Linked DNA regions of Arachis hypogaea: region 1 is linked to region 2. The links are chromatin contacts, called in public Hi-C maps. All regions are on one chromosome and are shown on one strand. The core of a region is the stretch at or near the end of the contact, and the rest is flanking DNA. Distances in the headings are between cores, read along the strand shown.

Evidence for each region. Hi-C and Micro-C count contacts between places; a contact is called where the count stands out from the background.
Region 1: a Hi-C map of leaf shows a contact between it and region 2, with 2.8 times the contacts expected there. The contact joins the promoter of LOC112755998 here to the enhancer-like site in region 2. A contact is called at or near these places in 2 of 8 Hi-C or Micro-C datasets (both in leaf).

Annotation. Positions count from the first base shown.
Region 1 is chr6:115,147,223-115,151,521 of arahy.Tifrunner.gnm2.J5K5, forward strand. It overlaps LOC112755998 (mitochondrial adenine nucleotide transporter ADNT1-like), which reads left to right and starts at 1,470. Exons shown (of 8, transcript XM_025804374.3): 1 at 1,470-1,697; 2 at 2,588-2,636; 3 at 2,975-3,138; 4 at 3,235-3,272; 5 at 3,481-3,593; 6 at 3,736-3,852; 7 at 4,021-4,299. The coding sequence starts at 1,585.
Region 2 is chr6:115,071,397-115,075,961 of arahy.Tifrunner.gnm2.J5K5, forward strand. No RefSeq gene overlaps it. Among protein-coding and RNA genes, the nearest start is that of LOC112755994, 22 kb to the left of the region's middle. Within about 2 kb of position 2,530, at least 1 of the 3 cell types and tissues checked has open chromatin away from gene starts, as enhancers often do.

The sequences.
Region 1 (4,299 bases), core at 220-2,719, 75 kb after region 2:
GAAAGAAAATCATGATAGATAATTGAAATTATGAGTAATGATATTGTACACACAAAAAAAACCAGGTAAAATTTACGAATTTAAGTGACACATGTAACTAAATATGAAAGAAAAAAATAATGATGTGAATAGTAAAGTAGATGTGAATAGTAAAAAAAGAACAAAAATGTATGATTCAAAGAAAGGTTAAACTATCAAGTAGAGTACAAATTCACTAAAATAAATTAGTATAAAATAGGTGACAAAATATTGATTGAACTATTTTATGTGTAAAATAAATGAGAAGTCACTCAAACTAATTCAATACTTCGAAGTAACAACGAAATATATAATGGAGTGAAAATGTTAAATTGTGTTTAAGAATATAAATTTGAGTTATCATAGCAAGTTCAATATTAATGGATATATGGTTTGGGTGCATTGAGTTATAATAATTCGCTTTATGTTTAGGTATATAGGATCATAGTTGAAAAAACCGGACCGGACTGGCCGGTTCAACAAGAAAATCGATAAACCAAACTTTGCACCGGTCCGGTCCGAGGTTAGGACCGTTCAAGGCAGAGAATTGAAATGAACCGGTTGAACTCATAACGAACCGGCTAAAACTAGCCAAATCCGGTGAAAATCGGACCGAACCGAATCGGTTGAAAATTTTTCAAAATGGTTCACATAAGATTCAAACTCCTCTCTCCAGGGTTGCATGAAGGACAATCTGACCACCAAGCTACATTGCTTTTGACTAATACATATCCAAATTATAATACATATAGCAATTTTCTATTTACTTATATTTAATTAATTTTAATTTTAAAGTCATTAATTTTTAAATCAATTATATTTTATTTAAATATAAATTTTATTAATATATATATATATATATATATATATTAAAAAGATAAAAAAAATTATTAATCATAATTTATTTTTTCTTTCATGATTATATGATATCTATTATTCTATTAATATTATTTTTTCAATAAATATTTGTAGTATATAATAATAGGTAAAGACTCACATGCAGATATGAAGTTGATAGTTGAAAATTGTTAGATGATATTTAGTTAAACTTGTCAAATTATCTAACTGTTTTTAAATATCAACTTCACATAAAAATTAACTGTATGTAAGTTTTTACTTATAATAATATAATAATACAATAAATATAAATTAATTAATAAAATATTAAAATTTAAAAATAATAATTATTTTTATAAAAATAAAATAAAAATATTTATAATAAAAAATAATTAAATTTTATATAATTATTTAATTATACTGAATTAATCGGTTCGACCAATAATTCATCGATTGAACCAGTAATTCAGTAACCTCATCAGCTCGATCGCCCATTCGGTTTTGACAATTATGCTCACAAGTCGCAAGTTATGACTTATGAGTTATGACCCAGACGCGCGCGCATATAACAGCCCCTTTTCAAAAGGAAAGTCCGCGAACAAGCACACAAATATTTCATTTCTTCTCATTCTCATTCTGTTATACCCTTTCTTTTCAAACGCTACCTCGCTCACCATAGCCCTCGGAGTTCATCTCTCTCCGTACGTCATTCTTAGGGTTCTACCTTCAATGGCGTCGCAAGATTCGCTTCCGAAGACCGCCGACTCTTCGAAGCTTGCCGATCATCATACTCTTCTCAGCATCTGCAACTCTCTTGCCGCTGGTGGAATCGCAGGTGGAGTGTGAGTGTCACTTCCTTTCCACTTTATTTTTTGCTTCTTTCTTTCTTTTATATATGTTTCTGTTCTCTTTTATTGTTCTGATTCTTTTTCTTCTGATTTTGCGATATTTTTTATATTCGTAGTGATTTTGAGCTGGTTTTGGTCTCGAATTTGCTGTTTTCTTGAATTCAACTGTCGTTATTGTGCTTATGTTGCTCTTGCTTTGAATCTTAGAGATCATGAAATCGCTTGTCGTAATCTTTTGCTAGGACTAAGCCTTACATTGAAATCTGAATTGTCTGTGCTATTTAGTGGTTTCTGAATGACTTCCGTGTTTATTGGAGAATATTCATTGTAATGAAATCTTGCTGAGCCCTTTCAGTGCATTATTTCCTTCCTTTCTGTATTTCAAGTTCGGGTCAGTAAAGTTCCATTAGAAATGCCAGAGAAAGTACTGTATTGATTATTAGAAGATAATGTACGTGAGACATACATAAGTCGCTTAATATCTAGGAAAGATAAATTCCTTTACGTATTCCTTGCTATCAAATGCTTCTGAAATATTCCGCTTCAAGCATGTGAAAGGAATAATGAAGGGAAACCTTGATTTGCAAACTAGTTTATTTATAAAGTGGATTTACATCTTAAAGGGAACATAGTAGCTGGAAAGATCTACTGGACATGTGAATGTGTTAATATTAAAAAATAAAAATGTCAGTAAGGTTACTAGTATTTCTCATAAACATTATGAAACAGGCTAATAAATAGATATAGCGCCTTTTATTTTTTTCCCTTGACATAGATGGAGCATATTTTCAACTCATGATGCACATACATGAGATTAATTTTGATCTTGAATTATGCTAAGGGGAAGCATTTAAGTATATTTAGTTATTTACTTTCTTTAATAGGTCGCGAACAGCTGTGGCTCCTTTGGAGAGATTAAAGATTCTGCTGCAGGTAGTTCGCTTTAAGATTCTTAGTTTCTTACTACTAAATTTTTGGTTGTAACCATTCTCTCCATCGCTACTTCCTCATCCCAACCGACCTTCCAAATAGATTTTTGTTGCATTTATGTAGGAATGTTGCATCTAGCATTTTCTTCAATGCTATGAGGATTATCGCTGTCTATTAAACACTGTCTAGATGTATCACTCTTTTTCATAAAGAACAGGAGAAAGTGTGTGGATAGCCAGTGCAAGAATGTAGATAAATATGCCTTTGACTAGGGAGATTGTTTTCATTCTATACTTTTCTGATTATAGGTTAATAAAACCAAGTGTTTTTTGAAAATGCAGGTCCAAAATCGTGACAATATAAAATACAAAGGAACTATTCAAGGCTTAAAATATATATGGAGAACTGAGGGTTTTAAAGGGATGTTTAAAGGAAACGGAACTAACTGTGCCCGTATTGTCCCAAATTCGGCAGTGCAGTTCTTAAGCTACGAGGAAGTATCTAGGTATGTTTTTTATCTTCCGATACTTATCCTATTTCTGTTGTCATTGTGTTAAGCCAATAGCAGTCTACCTGAAACTGTTGCTTAATACTAATGCAGGGGTATTTTGTGGCTCTACCGGCAACAAACTGGAAACGGTAAAATGAAAGCACTTCTCTTTGGATCACTCTATCATGCATCTGAGCATCATTAGAACATATTGTTGTTTTGTCCATTTATAATTTTCTTAACCGAGATGCATCTATCAATGTTAGCATTACTCTTGAATCATGTGTTGCTGTCTAGCTTGTTTCTGGTATTGATGGCCATTTGCAACCCCCCCCCCCCCCCAAAAAAAAAAAACAGAAGCAACTCAGCTCAGTCCTCTTATGCGTCTTGGAGCCGGCGCATGTGCTGGAATCATTTCCATGTCTGCAACTTACCCTATGGACATGGTGCGAGGTCGGCTAACTGTCCAGGTATTATTAAAAGGAATTCCTTAAAATTTTTGCTTCATTTGTAATTATTTCTAATAGTGTTGTTTATGGAAGATGAGTTAGCATAGTGAATTGTTTATTTTTCTGGCTATATTTTTTTAATTTATTTTCAACAATTTTGTAGACAGAGGCATCCCCACACCAATACAGAGGAATTTTTCATGCTCTGTCAACAGTTTTCCGGGAAGAAGGCCCTCGAGCCTTGTATAAAGGATGGTTACCATCAGTCATAGGAGGAGTTGTATGTACTATGTACACAACTTTGTTTATTCTTGAATTAAGTTTGTGTTAACCTTTATTGTACTACATCTTGGAACCAAAACTTTTGTTCATATCATTCTTTATGCTCTTAAAAAATTTCTCTATTTTCATCACCTTCATTAATATACTTTGTTTTGGCGCTTTGCAGATACCATATGTAGGTCTCAATTTTTCAGTGTATGAATCTTTGACGGACTGGTTGATTCGATCCAATCCACTTGGAATAGCTAAAGACTCTGAGCTAAGTGTTACCACAAGGCTTGCATGTGGGGCAGCCGCTGGCACTGTTGGTCAGACAGTGGCTTACCCCCTTGATGTCATTCGCCGGAGAATGCAGATGGTAGGCTGGAAAAATGCTCCTTCAGTTGTTGCTGGTGATGGAAAGAGCAAAGCTGAGTACGCTGGCATGGTTGATGCATTCAGGAAA
Region 2 (4,565 bases), core at 1,280-3,779:
CTCAAAAATAGACCCGGCCATTATTTTAGGTCGGGTTCGGGCCATGGCTCGGGTCACCCGAAGTCGGTCCGGTGGCTCGGTCATCATACACAATTAATATTTTGTGTTATTAGTGATGGATGATGGTTATTCTTATGTGAAATTTAAGTATTGTAAACCTTAATATTTTGTGTTATTAGTTATTATAAGACTATAAGTTAATGTTTTATGTTTAAAATGCATAAGATTTTAGACTAATGTATAATATTGTGTTATTTATATTGATTTAAATATTTGGTGTTATTAGACAATATTAGTATTGATTATGGTTATGCTTTAATTTTAGAGAAGAGTTGGTTTTTGTTATATTTTTCTAAGTAAATTTTACCATGTCAAACAATGGTTGGAGTCTTGAAAATTTGGATATTTTCACATGCTAACTTATAAGAAGGTATCAAGATAATGTAGACGGTCCGGTTTTCACCCAGTTTTTACCCGGTATAATCGTGACCCGAACGTGTATAGATTTCATCGAGTTTATGGCCGGGTTCGGATCTAACAAATATGCCCGATATATATTTCGGATCGGGTCTGGGTCACATCAAACCCAATTTTACCCGAACCATGCACATCCTAGATGAGTCCAACAAATCCAATTCAATTCATTCCAATTACATATTTATTAATTTCGATTCTTTTTTGAGTATGTACAAATAATATTATTGATAATAATGTGCTGTTAATAACTTTCTTTTAGGAAGAATAACAATTAAATGTTAATTTTGTTACAGTTAAAATACATATAAAATTAATTAAGCTCATCTTTGATTGTAAAGTTAAACATAGAAAGTATTATTGTTTATATTCGACTAAAAAATATTAATTCTATAATACAATCAACAAAATTAAAGGAAAAAAGGAACAAGATGAGTGGATGAATATACACGTATAGATGAAAGTTTGTGTCCAAAAAAAAATTAATACAATAATATTAGAGAACCACCATTCAACCAACAATTTAGTCAACAGTATTGGATTGACAAAAAGAATGCAATAAAAAGATAAGAACCACATTTTTTAAAAATTATTCTTTTATTTTCTTTTTCTTTTTTCTTCTTTAATTTTCAGCACTACAATTTTACCCACCACTGGTAGTCTAGTACTAATGTCAGCCACCAGTTGTCCCTCACCATAAATTTTAAATTATAAATCTTAAATTTTAAATTTTATACTCTAAATTAGTTTTATGATAAAGTGATAGTTTTAGTAATGTAATAAAGATATTTAAAATTAAAGAACAAAAAATACTAAATTTGCACTAAACAATTTTTTTTTCAATTTTTATATATAATAAATTTTAAAATAATTCATATAAAATTCCTAGTTGTGTGTTAAAAAAAATTAACTCGAATATATTATGTTTGGCTATTATTTTAAAAATTACATTATGATTTTTTACAAAGAATTAATTTTAAAATATTAATTAACACAATAATATATATATATATATATAATAGACGACATAGTTGAATATTAACAAATAAAATATAATAAATATTAATATTGTGGTGATAATTAATATTAAATTTCTAAAATTACCTCTAGATCAAACGAAAACATTAATACATTATTCATACATATTTGGTTCTAGAAAAAAGGCAAGACTTTAAAAATAAAACAATAAAATTTAAATGTAAGACTTAATTTAAATCTCTCACCGCTAAATCTTTTTTCGTTTTCTAAATCTGTTACTTCAAATATTTTGTTAATAATAAATTATTTTCGGTTGCTAAGATAGTAGTTTTTATTCCATTAATATATACTATCCTCATTGTATCAAGTATCATACATATAGCCAATGAGTTATAGCTCAAATGGCATAATCTTTCCATACTCAATTAAGAGGTTACGGATTCGAGTCTCCTATCTTTAGTAAAAAAAAAAAAAATATCATACATATAAAAAACATTATTGCTTGACTTTTCTTTCTTTGTTGAATGATTATTATATGGTAGTAGTTCCAGCAAAATAAATTATACTGAAGGAAAGTTTGCTTAATGTAAAGTTATAAACAAATATTCACACTTCATAGTTCATAAGAAAATTTGATCATAAATTTTTTGTCACACTTTGTTTGTTCACTTCTTCTGCTAATAATAATAATAATAATAATAATAATAATAATAATAATATAATTATTATTATTATTATTATTATTATTATTATTATTATTATTATTATTATTATTATTATTATTATTATTATTTGTCCTAAAGAGACCCTAAAACAAGAAATAAAATTACCAAAAATCCCACTACAATCAGAATATATATAAATATTTGTTAGAGGAGATTTTTTTTTAGGTATTTTCTATTTCAGAAGATCAATGATTAATTTATCTCAAATTTTTATTTAAAAATTTGTTGTTGGCCAATAAATCAAGATTTGAACCTTTAATACTTATTTAAGTGGATTAGTAAAGATAGACCAATCTATTTAATTAGAGAAATTCTTTTAAACTTAATGGGCCACCATGGATAAGCCCAAACTTGAATCCACTGGACATAATATTAAATGTCGCAAATAAGATACAACGTACTACCGTCCAAAAAAAAAGCTACAATATACCGATTGTTCTAAAAAGAGGCAAAACCTTAAAAAAAAAAGTTCCACTTAAAAAATTTAAAGATATCACTAATGAAAATTCATATCGATCACACATCAACAAGAATTAAAAAAAAAAAAATGCTTATAAAGATTAGAACTTAAACTCAAATTTTTTTATTAATCAAATATAATTGTGCAAGCTTAACAAACCAAAAACAAAAATATTATTCGTATATTAAAATTAGCCACTAAAATCAATTATTAATGTATTTGTGTATAAATATATTATATATATGTAGTTTAATTTATTTTCGTAATGTGTATTTATATTCTAACTGGTGACTAATTTTAATATATACGTAGCATAATCCAATAAAAAAAAGACACATACATTTGTGCATAACAAGGACTCATAAAAAATAAGCTAAAACCCTAATTAATAAGATAATTTCTAAATTAAATTCTTAAAAATTTTTTTTAATAAAATAATAAATAAAATATCATAAATATTAAATCTCGTCCTAAATTCTAACATAACTCATGAACTTATATGTATATTTCAAAAATTTTATCAATCACAAAAATATATAGTAATCATGTTTTTTCTTCACATAAACTTATAACAATAATAAAATATCGAATTATTTATCGCATATACTACAGTTATTTGAATTATAAGTAATTGAATTATAAAATTATTTTTTTATCTCTTTTTTCTTTTTTCTTTTTCTTCTCATCGTTACAATTTTACCCACCATTACCTATCACTACTATCAGCTAATTATTGTCCGTCATCTTAAGTTTTAAATAAAAAATTTTAAATTTTAAATTCTAAATTATACATTTTATATTCTAAATTAGTTTTATTTTTCTTTTAAATATTTTTTAAGTTGATTTTTTTATGTTTTAATTCTTTTAATTTTAGATAATTTGTTAGTTATCAATTATTGACTACTTTGTTAGTTAAAAAGTATTGACACCAAAACTTTTTCTATAGTGTTTTTTATGTTGAAATTTGTTTTAGAGGTCAAGATAGAGAAGTCAAATTCTAATTTTTGTCATATAATTTTTAATATTATATTATGAAACTGCTTACACTAAAAATATTATATCTAACGTAGTGTTTGTTTAGGTTCAAAACTGGAAAGTAAACCTTGCAATGGAGATTTTTGTTGCTAAACATAATAAAAAGAAAGATTATATATATGATGTGAAGCCGTGAAGGGAAGGTTTAATTATTAATTATTTTTTTATTTTTTATAATATTTCTCAACTCGACAAGTTAAAAATTGGTTCGTCGTGAATTTGAGTTTTATTTAAAAATTTATTATTGGCCAATAAATTATTAAATACAGATCATAAATTCAAATCTTGACGGACGAGTTAGCTCACCACTCCACATCTCCAGCGGTTAAATTATTACTTAAATAGCTATCAAATGGGATAATATGATGGCCCATATCCAGACTTTATAGAGTGAAAACATGAGAAGGGTACAGACACCGTAACCACTCACGTCAACTTGACAACCCTCCACTATCAATTTATCTCCTAATTTCTAATTTATATTGGGACTAGTACATGTTAAATTAAGAATAATAAAAATAAATTCATAAAATTCATCACCAATATAATAACCAAAAAATAAATAATCTACCGTCTCATCATGCCGTATATATATTTATTTTAATTTTGAGAAATTCACTCAAGATTATTATTTTTGCAATTATAAGTTTCACATTTAGGTAAATAAGTTGAAATGATTGTTAGTAAAATAAGAGAATTGATATTATTAATTATATAATAGTATTAAAAGTTTAACAATATCAATAAATATTTAAATCAAATTAAATTATTCTTAAATAACCCGAGGTTTTGCACCTCTTTCTTGCATCCATGATTAGTTATGTATATGTTATGTTAGCTAGAGTTATGGAACTATTTCTTCCATTCTAGAATTTCGTTCAAGAATTAGCATA